3 separate regions of the Mus musculus genome follow, and regions 1 and 2 are each linked to region 3. The links are chromatin contacts, called in public Hi-C and HiChIP or PLAC-seq maps. All regions are on one chromosome and are shown on one strand. The core of a region is the stretch at or near the end of the contact, and the rest is flanking DNA. Distances in the headings are between cores, read along the strand shown.

Region 1 (3,126 bases), core at 370-2,869, 300 kb before region 3:
TCCCAGAACTGGAAAGCAGGTTGTCTCAAATTTTTATGTGTTCTCAGAAATAAAGCCTTTTTATTTGAAAGAGCCAAACTGTCCTTTATAGGAAGAGTGACTTTTCTTCCTGGGTTTCATCTTAAACCACAGCCTACTCTTTAGACTTTGTTGGCACCAAGTGCTTCATGGCAGCCGCCTTGCTTTACTTAAGAGTAGGCAGTTACTTTATTTAAATAACGGTTACTTCTGTTGATCCTGGCTATGACAAAAACCAGTTCCTCCAGTATAGTCTGGGTTAATGGAGCTTTAAGTCATTTGGCTATGAAAGTAGTTTAATCAAAGTGAACTCTTATTTAGTAGTATCATGAAACATACTTAATGGAGTGGTGGAGGAGGAGGCAGAAACTGGTTGGTACTTAAAGCTCCCCCAAGCCCCTTTAGATTCACTCTTCCTCAACTTGAAAGCTCACTCACCTCCTTAGGTTGTTTCTGTGCTGTCCTTAGGCGCGAGAACACAGAGTCCGTGTAATTTATGCGGAGCTGCAGGCAGTACCACTGCTGCCTTCTTCTGGGGAAAATCCCTTTCAGGCCCTGAATTGTTCATTCATTGTTATTGCTAACCCAAGGCTAAGGTTGCTAGGTTTTCTTCTTCTGAGTTGTCTTTTTGTAGTTTTATTTGCTGTTCTCCTCCGTTTTGATAATGGATAGCTTAATTTGATCATTAGGATAATTTAATGTAGTGTTTTCAGGATTTGATGGCCCTAAGTGCAGATCAACATTCCTTACTTAGCACCCTGCCTTTTATCTAATGAAAACTCTAGTTGGCTTGTGATAGGTAGGTAAAGGGTCAAAGATGGAAGCCTCTATTGACTGATAATTTGAGTTATTATGCCAGATAGCCTTTTGTTTTGGCATGCAGGGCCAATTTAAATCCTGGTTGTGCGGTTAGGTAGCTGCATCGACCAGAGGTGGTTTAACACCATTGCCTCTTTGTTTGCTCACTGACACATGGATATAATGCGAGTATTCACCTAGAGGAGTATGGTTCTATATGTAAAATTCTTTAAGAATTTATTTATTATTTGTGTGTATATACAAGTGCCTTCTCCATGATTTTATGTGTATTGTGTGTGTGCAGGTGCCAGCATATACTAGAAATGTCAGATCCCTGGAACTTGATATACAGGTTATGTGCTAGCTGCCATATAGGTGGTGGGTGCCAATCCAGGGCCTCTGCAAGAACAGCACATACTTTTAATCAATGAGCCATCTCTCAAGCCCCTATATGTGAAGCTCTTAGATAGCAATATTTTCTTTTTCTTTTTTCTTTTGTTTTGTTGTTGTTTTTTTGTTTTGTTTTTGTTTTACAAGACAGGATTTCTCTGTGTAGCCCTGGCTGTCCTGGAACTCACTCTGTAGACCAGGCTGGCCTCAAACTCAGAGATCCACCTGCCTGTGCCTCCTGAGTGCTGGGATTAAGTCATTTGGCTAGTCATGTGTGCCACCATGCCCGGCTAGCAATATTTTCTTAATGGCTCTCTGTTTTGTCATTACTTCTAATGTCCACCTCTGTCTAAATCTCCCTTCTGTACAGTGTCTGTCATCTTGGTATGACTCAACCAGTGACCTCATTTTAGCTAATTGCATCTGTAACGATCATTTCCAAATAAGTGTTCTAAGGTTCAAGAGAAGACTTGTAGGTCCTCTGGGTTTGAAGGCCCAATTCAACATATGCTTGCTTGTCTTTCTGCCTCTGCTTTTGCTTACCCAGAGCCATATCAAATTTTGCTTTGCTGTAAAAAAATTTTTTTAATGCCAAATCTTAATTCTGTTAATTCTCCTTTCCTGTTTAAAATATCAACTGTTGAGGAGGGAGAGATGCCCCAGTGGGTAAGAGCTCTGGCCATTCTTTCAGAGGATCTGGGTGGAATTCCCAGCACTCACTTGGCAGTTTACAACTATCTATTAACTCCAGTTCCAGGGGCCTGATGCCTTCTTCTGCCATTCTTCTTCTGGGCATTAGGCGCTGATGTGGTACGTAGACATGCACACAGGCAAAACATACACATACAATTAAAAAATTACATTATTTTAAAAATGTAGCTGTTGCTGGTGATGATGATACTATAAATAATTGCTAACTGTGTCCCAGATATCTGCCTAAGAATCACAAAGCCAAGGAGGGCGGCTGACGGCCTATAAGCAGATGTGCTCTCACAGCCTCAGAAATCACCAGTCTTGTGGGTATCTTAATGTCAGGCTTTTATTGTCCGGACTGTGAGATAATACATTTGTCCTATTTGAGTCATTTAATTATGGTAGGAGTAGGCACCAGGCAGATGATGAAATTGTGAACTGAGTCACGACGATGGCCCTACAGAGAAAGTGGAACGAGATCTTTAAAATGCAGGACCAATAAATAATTACTTATGGGGGAGGTGGGGAAGAGTGGAAGTTATGTGCCATGTTAAGTTTGAGGCAAACAGTAGGAAATTTTGCTTATAAGAATATCACTAATACTAATTATTTTTCTCAGTTCCTAATAGGTTATTGCTACTTTTTTAAAAAAAGTAGTTGAGTTTTATTTGTTGAATAATAGTTCTAACCCCGTGATACTTCTAACCTTTTTCTCATTTTTTTTTTTTTTTTTTTTGTTTTTCGAGACAGGGTTTCTCTTTATAGCCCTGGCTGTCCTGGAACTCACTTTGTAGACCAGGCTGGCCTCGAACTCAGAAATCCGCCTGCCTCTGCCTCCCGAGTGCTGGGATTAAAGGCGTGCGCCACCACGCCCGGCTTATTTTCTTAAATCTTACCTGCTTAAGCAGTTTTTCCCCCTTCTTAAAAACAAAGAAAATCTGTCGTGGAGATGGCTCAGTGGTTATTGACATTTGCCGCTCTTCCAGAGTATGGAGGTTGGGTCCCTAGCACCCTCACGACAGTCACAACCGGTTCTAAGTCCAGTTTTAGAGCAAATAATACTTTGTGAAAATCCCGGGCTTTGTTCAGGGATAGGGTGCTGCTGGCTTAGTGTGCCAGAGACCTTGGGCTTGTCTTTAGTTCCCCTGTTCCCAACACAGCAAGTATTATAGTACTTAAAGCAAGTATTAGAACCTTATTTTAGTCTCAATTCTTCTCAGTTTTTAT
Region 2 (3,117 bases), core at 289-2,788, 390 kb after region 3:
TGATCACAGACTGAGCAAAGCGGTTTCTGCTGGGGGAAGGAAAAACATTTGTTCTTTGATTTAGTCTATTTTGTATATACTACAACTGCATTTCCAAAGTGTGTGCATGACAGAAAAAAACAACCCAGACATGTATTTGCTCGTGTAATCTCCATGGAAGGCAATGCTCCTTGAAAAAGTCCTCTGAGTTTTACTTAAACTGCTCAACTCTTTACTCTTGCAACAGATAGGCACAATATTGCACAGTTACTAAACTGTCAGACAAATAACGTTCTGCTGGCTTTTCAAACTTGGAAAGCCTAAAGCACCACTTACATCAGCTTTAGACTTGCTTGTCTTGGCTACAAATAAAGCCCAAGCCTCTGGAGGCTGGAGTTCCACTGCACATGAGGACTGAGCCCAGCGCCACCCTATTCGCTGCAATGCATTTACCTTGCACACTGTGTACACAGCGCAGGGCATAGTTAAGAGCATCTAGGGTACTGGGCTTAGTGTGCCTCTCGGCTGGGAAATACTTTTTCATTTCTTGGACAACCATTATAAGCTCTTCAGACATTCTGTTTCGGTCTTCGTGTTCACTGAATAGGAAAAAAACAAACAAGAAACCGTAATGGTGGACACTCAAGGAATATCTGATTTTTAGGGATGTCTGGCCACCTCAACTAGCCCAGGTCACAGGTTTAATGCCCTTTCTCTTCCAGGTAGGGGACATTCTACACTTTCATTCTCCCTTCAGTCCCAACTCCGTCAAATTCTTTAACCACTTTCCTCTTTCTTTCCGTACTCTGGTAATTTAGTTTAGTAACATTCCCCCTCCCATCAATCCTCACCGAACTATTTGGAAGTTCCCTTTCAGGTCGCCTCCCCCCCCTACCGCGTCCCCGGGATCAAAAATACAATAAAAAGTTGTAAATCCTGCTTTCCCTGCTCCAGGGAAGGACAATAAACACAGAGGGTGGTGGGGAGACTTCCTAGCGTCACCTGTGGCTGCTGTCCACGCAAGTGCCCTGCAGAGGACCCTCCTGGCCAGACGCCCCCTGGAGCCCCGGTCCCCTAGTCTGGGGACAGTCGCCACCAGGTACTGCCGGGTCTCCACAGGGATCCATCCCGCCTGGCAGCCCTCAGCCTGCTTCTCTCAGTTTGCAGCTAGCAACCAAACCCGGCTTGTTTTGGTCCCTGCCATCGCCTTCGGGAAAGACTGGTCGCCGACCACGCTCATCTGAGGGGCACTTTTCTCCTCAGCATTTCCACAGACTCTGCTGGGGTGACGAGCTACAGCGACAGCTCGATGGCGGAAGCTGGCTGGACGGACCACCAGCGGGGCTCTCAGGGAGCGCGGTCAGCCTGCAACAACTTTTCCACCGTCCTTGCTGGGAAGCCGGCGAGCATCGAGAAACACCTCAGAGAGCAACGTCCGGCGTGACCGGGCAGAAGGCAGGGGCAGCAGCGCCCGGCCGTGCGGGCTCGCAGGCGTCCCGCCAGCCGAGCAACTCGCCGCCGCCCCGCAGAGCCTCGCCCACCCGCGGGCAGTCCAGTCTCGAGGCCGTCCGCGTGCCCAGTGGCCGCCGGCCCCGCCCCCTGCGCGCCAGGGATCCGGTCCCGCCCCTTCGCCGCGCGATTGGTCGCTGTTACCGGCAACACGAGCTCCCATTGGTCAGAGGGCGGGGTGCAGGTCGTGCACGGCGGGGGTTACATAACCGCGGGCGGGTGGGCGGGTGCAAAGGCCCCCGAGTACCTTACATAACGCGCGGGTCGGGCGAGGGCGGCTCTCGGCCAATCCTGGCCAAGTGGAGTGGCCTGGAAGACAACAGGGCCGGGCCGCGCAAGTCTACTGCCGGGCTTCCCGGAGGCGTGGCCTTGGGGCTGTCAGTCACGGGAGGGCGGGGTCCGCGCAGCCAACAGGTAAGTGGACCCGGTGGCGCTTGTGAGTCCGCAGGCCTCTGGGGCTCCCCGGTATCCCAGGAATGCAGTGCTTTGGGGTTCCCATTGTTTTCATCTTTCCAAAACTTGCTGCTTTCTCCCACCCGCCAATATAGGTGAGTGAACCCAGGTAGAATCCAACCGTATTTTCAGAAATACAAGTTTAATGGTACAAGGTAAGGTCCTTGGCTGCCCTCGAGTTACAGGTTCATTTGGCAACAGGAGTTAGATAGTATTGTAAGCGACGCTCTGTTTTCGAGGAAACAGCCAGGATGCTCCTTTTACATAACTGTCTCTACCCTTCAGAAACGAAAGGTACAGGGCAGAGCTCCAGCCTTCTGCTGCCTGGGTACATCAAGAACACACTCGGTAGTGGGTGGAGAGATGGCACAGCACTTGAGAGTTAAGCACCTACTGCTCTTCCTTTGGATGGTTCCCAGGCATCTTCTATCAGTGTCTCACAAAGTGCCTGTAATTCCAGTTATAGGAGATCCAATGCCCTCATCCATCAAGACACCTGCACAGTGAGCATACGCTATCCAGACATACACCACATAAATAATAAGATCTTTAAAAAAATACACTAAGTATTTGTTGGATGAATGAAAGTGTTCAGGCCAAAGGAGAAGGGGAAAATGCCAGAGAGCAAGTATCCACATTTCATATTGGGCAAATGACCGATTTTTAAAAAAAGTCTTTCTCCACACTGGATTACTCTACTCCTGAGTTCTTCAAGAAACATTCATTGTACGACCATTGGGTGCACATGTGGGCAGGGATTATTGTACTGAGGACAGAACCAAATTCTCTCATACTCAACATACAACACATGGATGATGCCTCAAAGTCAAGAAAGCCTAAGATGCTGGTAGGACATAAACTGGTAGGAATGGGAAGGACAGAGGAAGGAGGCAAGAGCCCCAGGGAACAGGCTGGAGGGTAAGGGAGGGCCGCTGAGAAGGGGAACTGAATCTGAGTGATCCTTTGGGGTGGGGGAAATGGGTGGGCTAACAGAACTGAAAAGCACTGTCCCTTTCAGGCCATCCTTGTGAAGTACAGGTTAGTCATTAAGAACCTGAAGCGAGGGCTAGAAAGACGGCTCAGTGCTTAAGAGCACTGACTGCTCTTCTGAAGGTCCCAAGTTCAAATCCCAGCAATCACATGGTGGCTCACAACAATCAATAATGAGATCTGATG
Region 3 (2,902 bases), core at 255-2,754:
GGCAGTGGTGGCACATGCCTTTAATCCCAGCACTCGGGAGGCAGAGGCAGGCAGATTTCTGAGTTCAAGGTCAGCCTGGTCTACAGAGTGAGTTCGAGGACAGCCAGGGCTACACAGAGAAACCCTGTCTTGAAAAATCAAGAAAAAAAATGTTAAATGCTTTACAAAATTTTATACTGTGACAGATTTTTTTAAAGTTACTTTTCTGTGGGCAGTTAGAGACACAACCTCTGACTTGCAGCAGGATACACCAGGCTAGCCCACCCAGGAGCTTCAAGAGATTTCCATCTCTGCTTCCTATCCAGCCCTAGGGCTGCCAGGATTGCAGGTACACGATACCACTACTGGTGGCTTTAAATGGGACATGGGGATTCAAATTCAGGTCCCCTTGCTTGGGCAGCAATTTCTTTATCCACTGAGCCATCCCTAACCTGTTATGGGCTGTTTCAACAGCACTTGATTAACAAAAAAGAAACATGCAATAACCTGAATACTTAAAAAAATGTATCTCACTTGGAATCAACCCATTTTCTTTTCTCTTTTCTGTTAAACAAAACAAAACGAAATGAAACAAACAAACAAACAAAAAACGGGGGGAGGGGGCTTTCCACCCATGGGGTTGCCTTAGGGTCAGTTCTCTTTCACCTCCTACAGATTCTCAGAGCTGTTAGTTCAAACCTCTTAAGGGGATGGAGCACTGAATCGGGGCCCAGTTCTGCTACATCTCCGGGACTTTGACTCCTTACTCAGGGCTAACTTGCCTCCAAAGTCCCGACTAGAAGCACTCTGACTTTGTTTCATCAGCACCTGACTCTCCTCCCCCTAAGAACAGGAAAACAAACGTTCTAACGACTCCAGGGGTCGTGAGAGGTTATTATCCAGAAGAGAATGAAGGGGAGGTTTGCCCGCCTCTAGTGTCAGCTTTAGCATGACACCCTCAGCGATATGACTCAGGACAGAGGTAATGACAGGGTGCTGTTCCCCATAACCCAGACATCCCAGGAGATGTTTTACAAAGGCCCCTGACCATCCAGAGGACTCAGCCTCAGGGAGGAGGTGAACCGGAAGCTGATGACACCTGCCCAGGTGGCCGGGAACAGGCCTGGGGCTCAATAAACAGAGCAGACGCTGGGTGCAAATTTTACCAGACTGCTTCTCCCTCTAGGCCTGCGGTTGCTGCGCCCCCGGAGGTTCCATTCTCAGCTTAATTCACTAAACATCCAAGAAGAACAAAGGTCTCCATGCCTGCCTAGAGCCCCCAGCCTGGGCACTAGTATCATCCTGGGGCCTAAGCAGCATTGCTCCCGGCGCCAAGCCGCGGAGCTGGGCAGAGGGCGCAGGAGGAAACGCCCGGTACCTGTACGTCCAGACGGGAGGCATCCCTTTCCCAGGCTGGGTTCCTGGTTCTTCGGGGTACAGCTCCGTCCTAGCCCGGCGCCCCCGGCCCCGCCGCGGCAGCTGCAGCATCACCCCGTGGGGCGGGGCCGTGACGTCACGGCTGCATCCCGCCGCTAGGTCCCGCAGAGCATCCTTAAAGCAGCCGGTTGGCTGTGCCATCGCACCTTTGGGGACAACCGGGGTCTATAGGCAGAATGCAGGAGTGGGAGGCAGTATGACTTTGTGGGACCAGTTCCAAAAACAGAACAAAACAAAAAAACCTGAGCGAAAAAAGAAAGACAGACATATAATAGTTTATGTTTGTTTTTCCATGGTCATGAATGTATTATAAAAGCACTTGCCGGGGCCCGTGACTGTTCTTCCTCATTCTCATTTTAAAGGAAATACATACATTTTTGTGTCTTCAATTCTAAGTAAATAGCCGTGCATATGTTTATAGATAAACACGTACCCCCTAAAATTGTGCCCATTGCACTAAACCAATCCCCCAAAGTATTACACTCATTATTCTGGCCACAGATCCATCAGGTGGCCGGGCTATGCCAGGCTTTATTCTAGACCCCTTGATGTAAGGAAGAGAGGGGGAAACCTTTCCGACCTCAGGGTTGACAGGCTAGAGAGGAATATACACATTAAATAGGATAAATAAAATAAATACGTAGGTGCTGGAGAGATGACTCAGTGGTAACAAGCCTTGCCAAGCAAGTCTGGAGATCTGAATTCAGTCCCTGGAACCCACTAAAGGTGGAAGGACAGATTCAACTCCAGTAATGTGCCCTCTGATCCTCCCCATAGCATCTGTGACACACACCCACCACTGCGCATATTCACAGTAAAGCATGCCAATGGTGTGTCAGAACACACAACTCCCTCAGAATACATACAATTTCAGATGAAACTGCTAAGGTAGAGAGATTATGGTGACTCTCCCGGGACTCTGCTGCCCACCAGTGACTGTGGCTGAAGTTGACTGTGTAGTTGCATGTCACTGAGAGTCTTAGTTCAGCTTCTGCACAGGGCATACATGTGTGCAGGCATGCAGTCTTTACTTGCCTAGCAACATTTTTGTAAGGGAAGAGGACACCTATGTTGGCTGTGACTAAACACAAACACAAGAAACAACTCCAGGGAGAGGGCTTATTCTGGCCTCTCGTTCTAGAGAACAGCGTAGGGGCGGGAGGGTGAGGCGCTACCCACACCACACCCACGATCTGGAAGCAGAGAGAGAGAGAGATGAAGGCTCCTTTGCATGCAGTCCAGGCCCCCAGCCATGGGATGGTGCAGCCCACATTCAGTGTGGGTCTTACATACTTAATGAAGCGGCCAGGTAAACACGGTGATGCTTCTTAGGAGAGACCAGATGCCATGGGGTTGATAATCAATATTTACGATCTCCAGCAACTCCAGCAAACAAGAAAGCAGGTAGATAGGGGGTGTGGGGCTGAGGGAGGGGTGTAGGGCTGAGGGAGGAGCATGGGGCTGAGGGAGGAGCGTGGGGCTGAGG

The links. Hi-C and Micro-C count contacts between places; a contact is called where the count stands out from the background. HiChIP or PLAC-seq counts read pairs in DNA pulled down with a chosen protein or histone mark.
Region 1: a Hi-C map of the N1E-115 cell line shows a contact between it and region 3, with 4 times the contacts expected there. The contact joins the enhancer-like site here to the promoter of Slc45a1 in region 3. A contact is called at or near these places in 4 of 39 promoter capture datasets (the C10 cell line, hippocampal neurons, pre-B cells and 1 more), 2 of 15 datasets of contacts at CTCF or cohesin (embryonic stem cells and pro-B cells), 8 of 484 Hi-C or Micro-C datasets (the Ba/F3 cell line, the N1E-115 cell line, cortical neurons and 3 more), 1 of 115 datasets of contacts at active chromatin or transcription factors (embryonic stem cells) and 3 of 9 other capture datasets (embryonic stem cells, liver and macrophages).
Region 2: an H3K4me3 HiChIP or PLAC-seq map of embryonic stem cells shows a contact between it and region 3, with 10 read pairs. The contact joins the promoter of Per3 here to the promoter of Slc45a1 in region 3. A contact is called at or near these places in 4 of 39 promoter capture datasets (the 3T3-L1 cell line, erythroid cells, hippocampal neurons and 1 more), 2 of 484 Hi-C or Micro-C datasets (cortical neurons and nephron progenitors), 5 of 115 datasets of contacts at active chromatin or transcription factors (craniofacial prominence, embryonic forebrain, embryonic stem cells and 1 more) and 2 of 9 other capture datasets (adipose tissue and embryonic stem cells).

The regions. Positions count from the first base shown.
Region 1 is chr4:150,351,367-150,354,492 of GRCm38.p6, forward strand. All of the region lies in intron 1 of Rere (arginine glutamic acid dipeptide (RE) repeats), which reads left to right. Among named protein-coding and RNA genes, the nearest start is that of Rere, 71 kb to the left of the region's middle. Within about 2 kb of position 1,620, at least 17 of the 459 cell types and tissues checked have an H3K27ac peak or open chromatin away from gene starts, as enhancers often do. A contact at or near this core is called in the N1E-115 cell line, where this site is marked.
Region 2 is chr4:151,043,127-151,046,243 of GRCm38.p6, forward strand. Per3 (period circadian clock 3) reads right to left here and starts at 1,539. Exons shown (of 21, transcript NM_011067.3): 1 at 982-1,539; 2 at 433-578. The coding sequence starts at 1,106. It overlaps Gm38529, which reads left to right and starts at 1,727. Exons shown (of 2, transcript XM_017320565.2): 1 at 1,727-1,902.
Region 3 is chr4:150,650,670-150,653,571 of GRCm38.p6, forward strand. It overlaps Slc45a1 (solute carrier family 45, member 1), which reads right to left and starts at 1,505. Exons shown (of 9, transcript NM_173774.3): 1 at 1,358-1,505.